2 separate regions of the Arachis hypogaea genome follow, and region 2 is linked to region 1. A link is a contact called in public Hi-C data. All regions are on one chromosome and are shown on one strand. The core of a region is the stretch at or near the end of the contact, and the rest is flanking DNA. Distances in the headings are between cores, read along the strand shown.

The links. Hi-C and Micro-C count contacts between places; a contact is called where the count stands out from the background.
Region 2: a contact with region 1 is called in a Hi-C map of an unstated tissue, with 3 times the contacts expected there. The contact joins the promoter of LOC112702482 here to the enhancer-like site in region 1. A contact is called at or near these places in 4 of 8 Hi-C or Micro-C datasets (leaf and an unstated tissue).

Annotation. Positions count from the first base shown.
Region 1 is chr7:11,846,478-11,852,524 of arahy.Tifrunner.gnm2.J5K5, reverse strand. No RefSeq gene overlaps it. Among protein-coding and RNA genes, the nearest start is that of LOC112702479, 21 kb to the right of the region's middle. Within about 2 kb of position 1,409, at least 3 of the 3 cell types and tissues checked have open chromatin away from gene starts, as enhancers often do.
Region 2 is chr7:12,059,472-12,064,818 of arahy.Tifrunner.gnm2.J5K5, reverse strand. LOC112702482 (ribulose bisphosphate carboxylase/oxygenase activase 1, chloroplastic) reads right to left here and starts at 1,408. Exons shown (of 7, transcript XM_025753531.2): 1 at 893-1,408; 2 at 261-589; 3 at 7-109. The coding sequence starts at 937.

The DNA of each region.
Region 1 (6,047 bases), core at 160-2,659:
CTTTCTTCTTTTTTCTTTATTTCTTTCTTTTTTAGGTGAATGAATGTAAGTTATCCTCTTTCAAGTAATTTTGTACCATTATGTATTTCTTCTTCTTCTTTATTTGATTTTTTTGTTTTTATTCTTATTAAGAGAATAAAACAAGAAGAAACTTGAGAAGATAAAACAAGAAAAAAAAAGATGATGATGAAAAAGAAGAAGAAAAAGCAGCAGAAGATGAGGAAGAGGGGGAAGAAGAGTTTTGAATTATACAGAACTTATCAGCATACATAAACCAAAAATTCTTAAATAATACACTCAAATATCTTTGTGTTATACCAAAATTTACTGCAAATATAGAAAAATGTTTTCTTTAATGCAGAACTTTTATATTATATTCAATTCAAATCATCAACGATGAATAACAATTTTCACAAATAAAAACATTATTCACCTACAGAATTATAACTACTAATGAAAATATTAATTAGAATTGAATCACACCTCAGTCACTTGATTGGATTCAAAATAATAATCAACTTCGTTCTGGTTCAATAATTGACAATCTGAACTTGAATTATTCATTATCTTCAATAATGAGATAATTGTTCAAAACTAATTTTAGAGCTTGATTTCAAAAATGTAGAGAACAAACAAAAAGAAATACAGATTAAAAGAAAACGTAGATTGAAATCGTTGAAAAAATTTAAAAATAGAAATAAAATTCTTTTAAAAAAGACAGTTATATATTCACTCGTTGATTAAAAAGTTAGTTAAATTAAGAGATGCGTGAAATGAATTAGGATAAAATGACTTGTACAAACTTATATAAAAAATGATTTGTACATTGAGAATAATTAAAAAATAAAATAAAAGAGATGCGTGCGTGCGTCATGTAATAACGTCACAATTAACACGTCAAGTTATTATTACACTATTACTACTAATTTGTTATCCTTGTTGTCGGAGTATCGAAGAATTGCCTTAAACAATACTTTCCTTTCATTACATTGTCTGATATTAATTTTGTTTTCTTTGATCTGTGCCGTATATTTACTATCAGCAATCCCAGATATTTAGATTGTGAAATTGTGAAACGTGACCAGTGTAAGGTACTTGCAACAATTTTTTTTACAGTATTTTTTAAGTCAGCAAGTCAAGGGTTAATTTATTGATAATTTAAATTTTATTTAAAAATTTATTGTTGTCTAATAAATTATTATATATATAAAATAAGATTCGAATCTATGATATTTATTTATTTTTTATTATTATGACATTTATTTAAACGAACAAATAAACTCACTAATTGACAAACTCAAGTTAATTATTTGCAACAATTCTACTGGTTGCCTTCTCATGACATATGTTGATGCAACCCTCACAAGCCCAATAAACAACAACGGGATACGAGACCAAAACCATTATTGTGGACCAAGGCCCAAGTCATAAAATAAATAATCAGATAGCTCCTTGTTGGACTACCAAGTGGGGAATAAAATGTGAGAGTTGAAACCAACTTAGGTAATTACCAAAAAAAAAATTAGGTTAGTTAAGTGAAAAGCTCATTTGTTCGTTTAAATAAGTATTGGAGGTTCGAATTTCGTCTTGTGCATGCATTGATCTATTGGTCAATAGTAAACTCTTAAATGGAGTTCAGATCCACGACGGTTAATACTTAATCTATCAAATTGAGAGATATCGTAGACAAAAAAAGTGAGTTAAATCACAAAAATATTGTAAGAATGCAACACTTTCAGTAAATGTTGTTCAAATATATTACTAAACATAATTAAATCATTAAAATATGGTGAGTTCTACGATGAGGAAGATTATCTTATTCCTCATGTGTGGAAGTGATGTGGCCATTACTGGAGGGTTACGTATGTAAGCAGTGTTTGGAGAGAGAGAAACAACTCCTGCAATACCTATAGAGATTTTAGATATTGTCCTTATTTGATACTTAATAATATTAAATATGTTAGCATAATAGAAGTGATTAAGTTTGTGGGCCTTTTTGGTATTTGATTTGAAAATTTTTTAAAAAATGAGTTGGATTAATAATAGATATTTTTTATCCATCAAACAAATAAAGATAGAATGATTTTTTTTCATGAAATCTGTGTAGGTATAATAATAATAATAATAATAATAATAATAATAATAATAATAATAAAAATATCAGTACATTTAAAGTATGTTAATCTTGAACTTAGTTTTTTAAAAAAATTATAATTTATTAATTTTTTTAAATAAAAGAATAATACTATTATAATAAGAATAAAATATAATTATGATTTAAAATTTTAAAAAGTAGTAATCCAAATAAATAATTTATAAATAAAATTTTTAAATTAGTTCAACAACATTAAAAATTAAATATTTAACATCTTAAAAAAGTGTATTTAAAAATTTAAAAAATAACAATCTAAGTAGATAACTTCAAATTTAAAAAATAACAACCTAAAAAAATAACTTAAAATTAAAAAATAACAACTTAAATAAATAATAATTTATAATTTAAAAGAATAAACTGCAAATAACTTAATATTTAAAAAGTAACAACCTAAACAAATAACTTAAAATGATAAAAAGAATTCGTTGTCGATAAGTTTGAAGGATTACCATGTGTTCATAACACGCAGTGGAAGAAAAGAAGGTAATCCTAAAGATCTATTTTGTGCCTAAACTTTATTCCAATAATAATATATAAATCAGATCTAAATACCTTTAGATGCTTTAGTAAAAACTTTATTCTTCGATTGTATGAATACTCTATGCGTATCCACACCGAGACCAACATTTACTGTCAACTTCTTGACCAATGGACATCTAATCTAAATTGAGAAATCTCGTGCAACTCTTTGCACGCTATAAAATTCTTCTCTAAAAATCAGGCTCACATACGTTTATGTGTGTAAAGGTAAAGGAATAAAACTCTTGTTATTCTCTCTATTTTCTTGTACTCTTGGCGTGTATGAGATTTGTTATTAATTTTAAATTTGAATCTCAATTCAAATTTAAATCATATCTTAAAATTTTAAATCTGAATCCTTCAAATTTATGAATTATATCATAACTCAATTTGAAAACAGAATCAATTAGGTCCTCATCCAAATTTAGAAACAGAATAACTAATTATTCTCAAATCTTATTTAATATTCTCAATTATCATACTATTATTATATTCTTGGTGCTAGCAAAAAATATAATAATATTTCATTTGAATTAATATAATTATTTATTTGATCAAATCAAAATAATAATTAAATAATTTTATAGCAAATATTAGAACACTAACGAGTGTGACCCCATAGGTTCAATACTAAGCGGGTAATAAATTAATCGTACTAAATTTACTAATCAAGGTTGGCGTCTAGCAACAGTCCTCAACGACCCGATAGTATGAAGTAATATATTTTTACTAAGAACCTTAGAAGAACAAAGTATAATTCCTTCCATCTTTCCAGCTCTTGGTTAACCCTTAAAGTATGGTTTAATTGTCAAACTCTAACTTATTACCATTATTATAATGAACTGTGAATGACTTAAGAAACTCATTTATTCATTTATTCAATCCTATTGACCAAGATTTTATTCATCTCAGCTATTATAATTATAGAGCTCAAACTCTTTACCGAGAGTTGACGGATTTCTTATTGACTAATCAATTCTACAAGTATTTAAATCATACCCAATATCCATTCAACTAGCACCCTAGGGTATTAGGTGTTCGGAATCAAAGTATAATAAATACATTGTTAATTACTATGATAGTCGTAGGTCAAAGGAAACTCTATTACTATATTCATCTTGAGAATATTCTATTGACAAATATGCCGTAATTATAACCATTAGAAATTCTCAGAGTGAGTCAGTTCAATTGTCATATCTCTATATGCACCATCTATATATATAATTTATTGAGATCTATTAATCTTCATCCAATAAAAACCATATATATATATATATATATATATATATATATATATATATATATATATATATATTTTATCTTTTCGAATTATTAATGTCCTTTTTAATAATCCTATGACCAAGAACAATTTAGAGAAGAGAGAAGAGAAGAGAGAAAAGAATGAGTGTTGGGCGCTGAAATAGAGAAGAGAGAAGAGAAGAGAGAAAACCTAACTCCCTTTGATCTTCAAATCACCATAACTTGAGCTACGGAGCTCCGATTGACGAGCCGTTTGTGGCCACGCGTCGCTCTTCTCATCCTCTACATTTCTATCTAAGTTTTGTGGTGAGTATTCCATTCATCTCTGCCCAGTTTTCGAAATTCCCCACTGTTACACATTTTTGGGAAGTTAGTGTTGAAATCTTGTGATTTTGGGTGTTTAGGGATACTCCAACATGGATTCTAAGTGAGTTCTATCCCTACTTCATATGGGCTGAGGTAAGAAGTTCTCAAACCTTTGTGATTTGTCATTTTTATGAGCCCTAGGTTGATGTATGTATGTAATATTGGTTATGTTAGTGCATTTGATGGTTTTGGTGCACAATTGGGAGATTGGTGTTGCTTGAGGAGCTTTGGTGAGGCTTGGGGCTAAGGTTGGTGGAGACTTCCAAAGAAGAGGCTCAATTGATTTGGCTACAAGAGGTACGGTTTAAGTTTCATTTAAGTACCGTGTGGTGTGATGAGAATTCCTAGGCTAGATGCCCCTAGGATTAGGTTTGGATTGTGTAAATGGTTGGTGCTAATATGCATAGTTGGTATGTAATGTGAATTGATGATTGGGTTGAGAATTGTGTGGCCTTGTATGCTTGGTGTATTGAAAATTTGATGTATTGGGTAATGAGTATTAATTTGTGGTTTATGCATTTAAATTGTGAAATTGGCCGGAGGCCGTAAATTTTGGGCCGGAGGCCGGAAAGAGGTAAGGGAGGTAAGTTGATGTGTGCATTGTATGATGACACAAGTGATTGGATGAATTTCAGATAATGAATATATGAATGATTTGGTTGGTTATAGAATAATGAGGTTTGAGGAGTTGAAGTGTGGAAATTGGTAATTTTGGGTGAAATTGTATAGATGAGGTATGTCTGATTTTGGTTGAGATATATTATGTGGTCATATATGTGAGTATGATTATTGATGCCTTGATGGTATGATAATGCATGAGAGATATGTATGTTGTGATATATGCTTGAGAAACGATTAAGGTTGATTTGGGGGTGAAACCACGTGATAGTGAGTATGATATTGGTTATGTATAATGATGGTTGATTGGAAATAGTATTGTTAGAAATTGGGATGAGGAAGGATGTATGACATGTTGATATGTTTGTAATTTAGCCATTTGTTTGAAATGGGTAAAGATGGTTATATGACGGTTTTGTGAATCGTGGTAAAGTGTTAATGTATGAGTTGAGGAGGCTTGATGTTGATTTTGGTATATTTTGATTGGTTTCAAAAAGGGTTGAAATTGGCATGTTTTGGTTGATTTTGAAAAGAGCTTAAAATGGCTTGTTTTGAAAATGGCACTTTGTGGTTTTGTATGAAAGATATGGTTTTTGGGCATACTTTGACTGGACATAACTTGGACTACGGATCTCTATTTTGTGCCAAATCTGTTTAGAAATGAAATTAGATCCGGGATGTCCATGCCGTTCGAAGAACGGGTGAAAAACGATTTAAAATGAGAAAGTTATGTCCGTCGGAAGATTGGGGGTTGAATCTGTGAATTCTGCAGCTTTTAACTTAGAAAATTTTTAGCAGAATGACCCTCCACGCGTAGGCGCACTTGGCACGTACGCGTCGTTCTTCGAGAAGGCACCATCCACGCGTGCGCGTGGTGTGCGCGTGCGCGTCGATGCGCTGCACCCAATGCCCAGCCATTTTCCCGAGAGTTGTGCCAGAGTTGTGCCAGTTTTGTGCCTGGGGCGCAAATGCACCCACGCGTACGCATGGCTGACGCGTACGCGTCGTCTGGCTGTGTTTCAATCCGCGCGTCCGTGTGCATGACGCATACGCGTCGATGAGCTTTGTGGCCATCTACGCGTGCGCGTGGAGTACGCGTACGCGTGGCCCTGTTTTCATGCTAAAGTTG
Region 2 (5,347 bases), core at 159-2,658, 210 kb before region 1:
ACATGCCTTGATATTGGGCAGAGTCATGAAGTTCTTGCTGATGTGGACAACAAGCTTGTCCATAAAAGCAGGAGCAATGTAAAATCCGTCCTTCGTGTTGTCCATGTACCTAAAATCAAACTCCACTCCATCGTCAGTCTTTAGGTTCGAAGAAAAAAGGGTAATGTTATTTGTACATAATCTCTGATTGATTATGTTCTAATAACATTATTCATTATCTGAATGTGCCATATAAATTTATTGATCTTTGACTCACTCACGTTTTGAGGCCGGTACTGAGGTATTCATAGGAGCTCATGACTGCATAGTGAGTGCCAGTATCCATTGGAGCTTGGAAGAGAGGATCAACCATACCCTTCCCTCTTGTGATGTCTTGCTGGTCATCTGAGATATCATAGGCCAACCCTCTCCATCTGTCCTCATCTGTCTGCTTGTTCTTGTCCTCATCGACCGCCACAATCTTGAAGCTTCCGGAGGAAACCTTGTTGCTGCTGGGGATTCTTGATGTAACCTTCTTCAAGCTGCTTCCAAAGAAAGCTGATGAACTGGGAACTGATGAAGCCACAGCTCCAGAACCATTCAAACTCACCTGCAATGTGAAATTACATTAAGAGTTACTACTCTATTCAAAACTCTAATCAAGTTTTTTTAACTATACAAGAAATCATGAATCGCATCTAGATATATTGATAACTCACAAATTAATGATATGTATGTATCCATAGTCCGCTTGATCATTATTTTTCTAATTTGGTATTTATAACTGATTACTAATTCACACTGCATCCAATCCAATTACTATCTTAATCTTATACATAATTTAAAACTAGAAGTGATAAATTGAGTGAATAGAATTAATTGAAAGTAACAAAGTAAGGTAAAAGTATCATACTAGAGTTCCTTTGACAGCTCCTATGGTTGAAACTGAAGCAGCCATGGCTGTGTTATTGTTCTTGTAGCAGCAGAGAGTAATCGTACTTACTACAGAGGAAATAATGAACACTATAAAGACTTATTATAGTGACTAAGTTGAGTTAAGAGAAAGGAATATAAGAGAATATCTTTCAAGATTGGTTGTAGAATCCTTAACATCCACACAGTGAAGATTAGTTTTTAAGCCACGTGGAAGACATATGTTGTCTCCAAGATATAATAAGTTACCCTTACGAGACAGATATTCTTTGGTTGGAATTTGAGCCATTTCCTGATCCACCAATAATGAGGAGAGTTTACTACCACACAAAATAGGAGCAATAATCCATCTCTTCATGTTCAATCCTATGGCTTGTGTCTAATTTCTTCCACAAGATGATAAAGTTGCTACAAATACTTATTTCAACTTGGTCAACTTAAACAAAAAATGTGAGGTGCCAAATTTAATTTGTGACTCGTATAAGCCAAATGATTCAATTTTCAATTTCATTAAACTATCTTGTAAGAAATGGGCATGTAATTGAATGAAGACCGCCAATGAATTGTTGATTATTATCTAGCTAGTATAGTATATTAAGGCTCCGTTTGGAAAGATTTAGAAGTGATGTTTTACTTGAGTAAACGATTGAATTAGTCTTTAAAAAATTATTTGTTTTTTAAATTGATCTTCGAAATTTTTTTTAATTAAATCCGTCCTTAAAAATTTTAAATTAGTCATGTTAATTCTTTCGTCATTTTATTTGTTGATGGTGTCAAAATTTGCTAATGTGACACATTAAGTGATATTTCAACACACACCTAGAAATTTTTATTGACTATTAACATAATAAGTTTATGAAATTATATCAAATCAAAACCTAATGGTAGAAAAAAACTTGAGACATTGGAATCCCTCAATTTAGGGTTGATTTTATCTAATTTCATAAACTAATCATGTTAATAGTCAATTAAGACTTCTAGGTGTATGTTGGGGTACCACTTAACCTGTTAAAATAGCAAATTTTGACATAATCAACAAACAAAGTGATGGAAAGACTAACAAGACTAATTTAATTTTTTTAAAAGACGAATTTGATTAAAAAAATCTTACAGGGACTAATTTGGAGAACGCGTGATATTTCAGGGATTAATTTGACCATTCACTCTATTTTTTTTTACTTTTAGTTGATAAAAAGTCATAATATTAAGGGTAAAAAACTGAAATAAGCCATGTGGAGATACATATTACAGGATTCAGCCAAAAGAAAAATTGATTCACCAATCAACCAATGCACATATTAATGTAGCTCGAATCACCTCATTTCGAACTTGAATCCTATGTAATTCGAATCAAGCAATCTCGAATTACATGCAGACGTGAAACATGCATAATTCGAATCGATGCAATTCGAATTACTATCACACAAGAAGTCTACATAATTCGACTTGATGCAATTCGAATTATACCTAGTTAATTCGACACAAGTTGATTCGAACTATCCTTGTTTCGCCACTAGTAGTAATTCGAATTGACCTGTTTCGAATTACACTAGATTTTACTATAAAAGGAATTCGAATACACCCCATTCGAATCACTTCTCCACTCTCAGACCCCACCAAATTCCAGAGAAAACGACCCAGATTCGCTTCGACAAAGGCTCGAGCAGACTATTTAGCTGATGGAGGACGATCCAGGTAGACTATATCGGTTGGATGGAATGGCTCATATTGCCGGGGTCATCAATGACGAGTTAGTGATTTTTTTTCCTGGTGCTATATTTTTGTGGTTCTGCACGTGGTTTTTGTTGGTGGTATTGCATGTGGTTTATTAAAGTGGTTTTGTTTGCGGTTTGGTAGGTGGTTTAATTTAGCGGTTTCTGTTACTAGCTTTGCATGTGGTATTGTTAGTGGTTTTTGTTTAGTGATTTTACATGTGGGATTGTTAGTGGCTTTGGATGTGGTTTATGTTAGCGGTTTACATTAACGATTTCTATTAATGGTTTTTGTTAGTGGTATTGCGTTCAGTTGATTTTAGTGGTTTTGTAGATAAGTTTTGTTGATAGTTTATGTTAGCAGTTTATGTTAGCGGTTTATGTCGGTGGTCTTTGATCTTGTTTATGTTAGTGGTTTTGTATGCGGTTTATGTAAGTGGATTTGCATGCGGTCTTGGTAGTGGTTTATTATACTGCTTTTGTATGTGGTTTATTATATTGCTTTTGTATGCGGTCCATGTTTTGACAGCCCCAGCGTTGCATCTCGAGTATGCGGAGGCAGCAGGGCAGTGACTCGATGAGAGATACGTTCCGTACTTGCAGATGGCCAGATTATACCATCTTACGAGGCTGAACGATAGATGGTTCTGATTAGATGAGCCCCTTGTTAGTGCATTCGTCGAGCGGTGGCGTCCGGAGATGCACACCTTCCACATGCCATTCGGAGAGTTTACGATCACACTTCAGGATGTGGCGTACCAGTTGGGGTTGCCAGTGGACGGGCGCTATGTCAGTGGTTGCCTTACAGATTTCCAAATATACATCGAGGGTGGCCGTCCTGCTTGGTTGTGGTTCCAGGAGTTGCTTGGAGTGATTCCTCCTCTGAGCCAAGTTCAGAAGTTCGTTGTAAACTGCACCTTGTTCCAGGAGACTTTTGGAGAGTGCCCCGCGGGAGCCGATGAGGAGACTGTGCGGCGCTTTGCTCGTGCATATATCATGATGTTGTTGGGTACTCAGCTGTTTGCCGACAAGTTCGGCAACCGCATTCACATCAGATGGCTTCCCTACGTAGCTAGGCTTGAGGAGATGGGTACCTACAGCTGGGAGTCTGCAGCACTAGCATGGTTGTACCGGTGCATGTGCCGAGTGGCGAACAGACATGTAGAGAAGTTAGCGGGCCCACTTCAGTTACTTCAGTCCTACTTCAGTTACTTCAGTCCTAGATTTTTTGGCGCTTTCCTAGGTTTAGGCCTGCTGGGTATGATACGTGCAACTGGCCGTTGGCCTCGAGGTACCGTACTCAGACTTTTCTATTTCAATTTAAAATAGTTTATTCCATGTACGCTTCTTATGTTATACAAAGCTGTCACACTTTTAATTAGCTATAACACCGATGTGAGATGCAGGTGGTCAGGTTACAATCCTTCCGGTAGCGAGAAGGGACCTAGAGTGCAGATGTGGAGACTGAGGATAGACATGTTACAGCCTAGTGATGTGAGTATACTAATCGGCTATGTTTATTTAATTAATTAAACTTTATGATTTTGGATCATGAATTGGCCTGACAATGTTGGAATCTTTCTGCAGTTTATGTGGATGCCATATAGCTCTCCCGAGGTAGTGCAGGTTGTCTGTCCGGAGGTGTTGGAGCCTCGGCATACGGCAATGTGGCGGTCTGTGACCTCACTGATATACTTTACCGTGATAGAGTGGCATCAGATAGACAGGATTTTACCGCAGTTCGGTGGAGTCCAGCCCCGTCCGCAGCCCGCCCTGAACATCGACTTTCTGATGTCGAAGGACAGGAGAGGCAGCGATCGTTGGTTCCCGTCGACTCTTCAGTTCTGGCATGTTCATTGGGAGCGCCGTGCGGACCACATTCTTCGGTTCGATGTTGTTGCAGACCCTGGACCCTCACATGACTTCCTGCAGTGGTGGAGTTAGCATGGAAAGAGGTTCTTGTCACCAGAGATGTATTTGGGGGATCCGAGAGCCGTTCCTATTCCTGTGGAGGCGTTGCAGAGGGGTGCTGGGCGAGTTCCTGACATGGATCGTGTTGGCCTCGATACACTTCATCAAGTGTTGACTGAATTGTTGTCCGGTACCCAGCTGGGCCTCAGCCTCTCTCCCCTTGCGGACAAATAGTTCAGCCAACCTTCCATATGTTGCCTTCACCAGCGAGCACAAAGGGAGATTTCTGACACTTTTGAGGATTGAGTTCACACACTCAGAGATATTCGTCGTCATGTGCCCGAATCTCTGGCCCTCATCACAATGCTCTGTCCACAACGAATACTCAATCCGGTTCGTCCAATCACACGTCGCTGGGTCTTCAGACCGCAGAATATCAAACCAGTAATAGAACTCTACCTCGGTCTTAGTGTACGCCGCGTTCATAAGAAGCCTCCTTGCGTCTTTGCCCTTGAAGGTTAGGGCAAAATTTGCTGCTACATGTCGAATGCAGAATGCCTGGTATGCAGCTGGAGGTAGCCATCTTCCATCCGGAGCCTCAAGCGTGGCCTTGATGCCGTCCGATATAACCAGCAGCCCCAGCTGCGGTGTCACGTGCTGACGCAGGTGGGAGAGAAAGAAGGACCAAGACTCAGCATTCTCACCCTCGACTAGTGCGAATGCAACAGGGAGTATGTTGGAGTTCCCGTCCTGTGCAATCGCGACAAGCAACGTTCCCCATACTTGCCATACAGATGGGTGCTGTCAATACT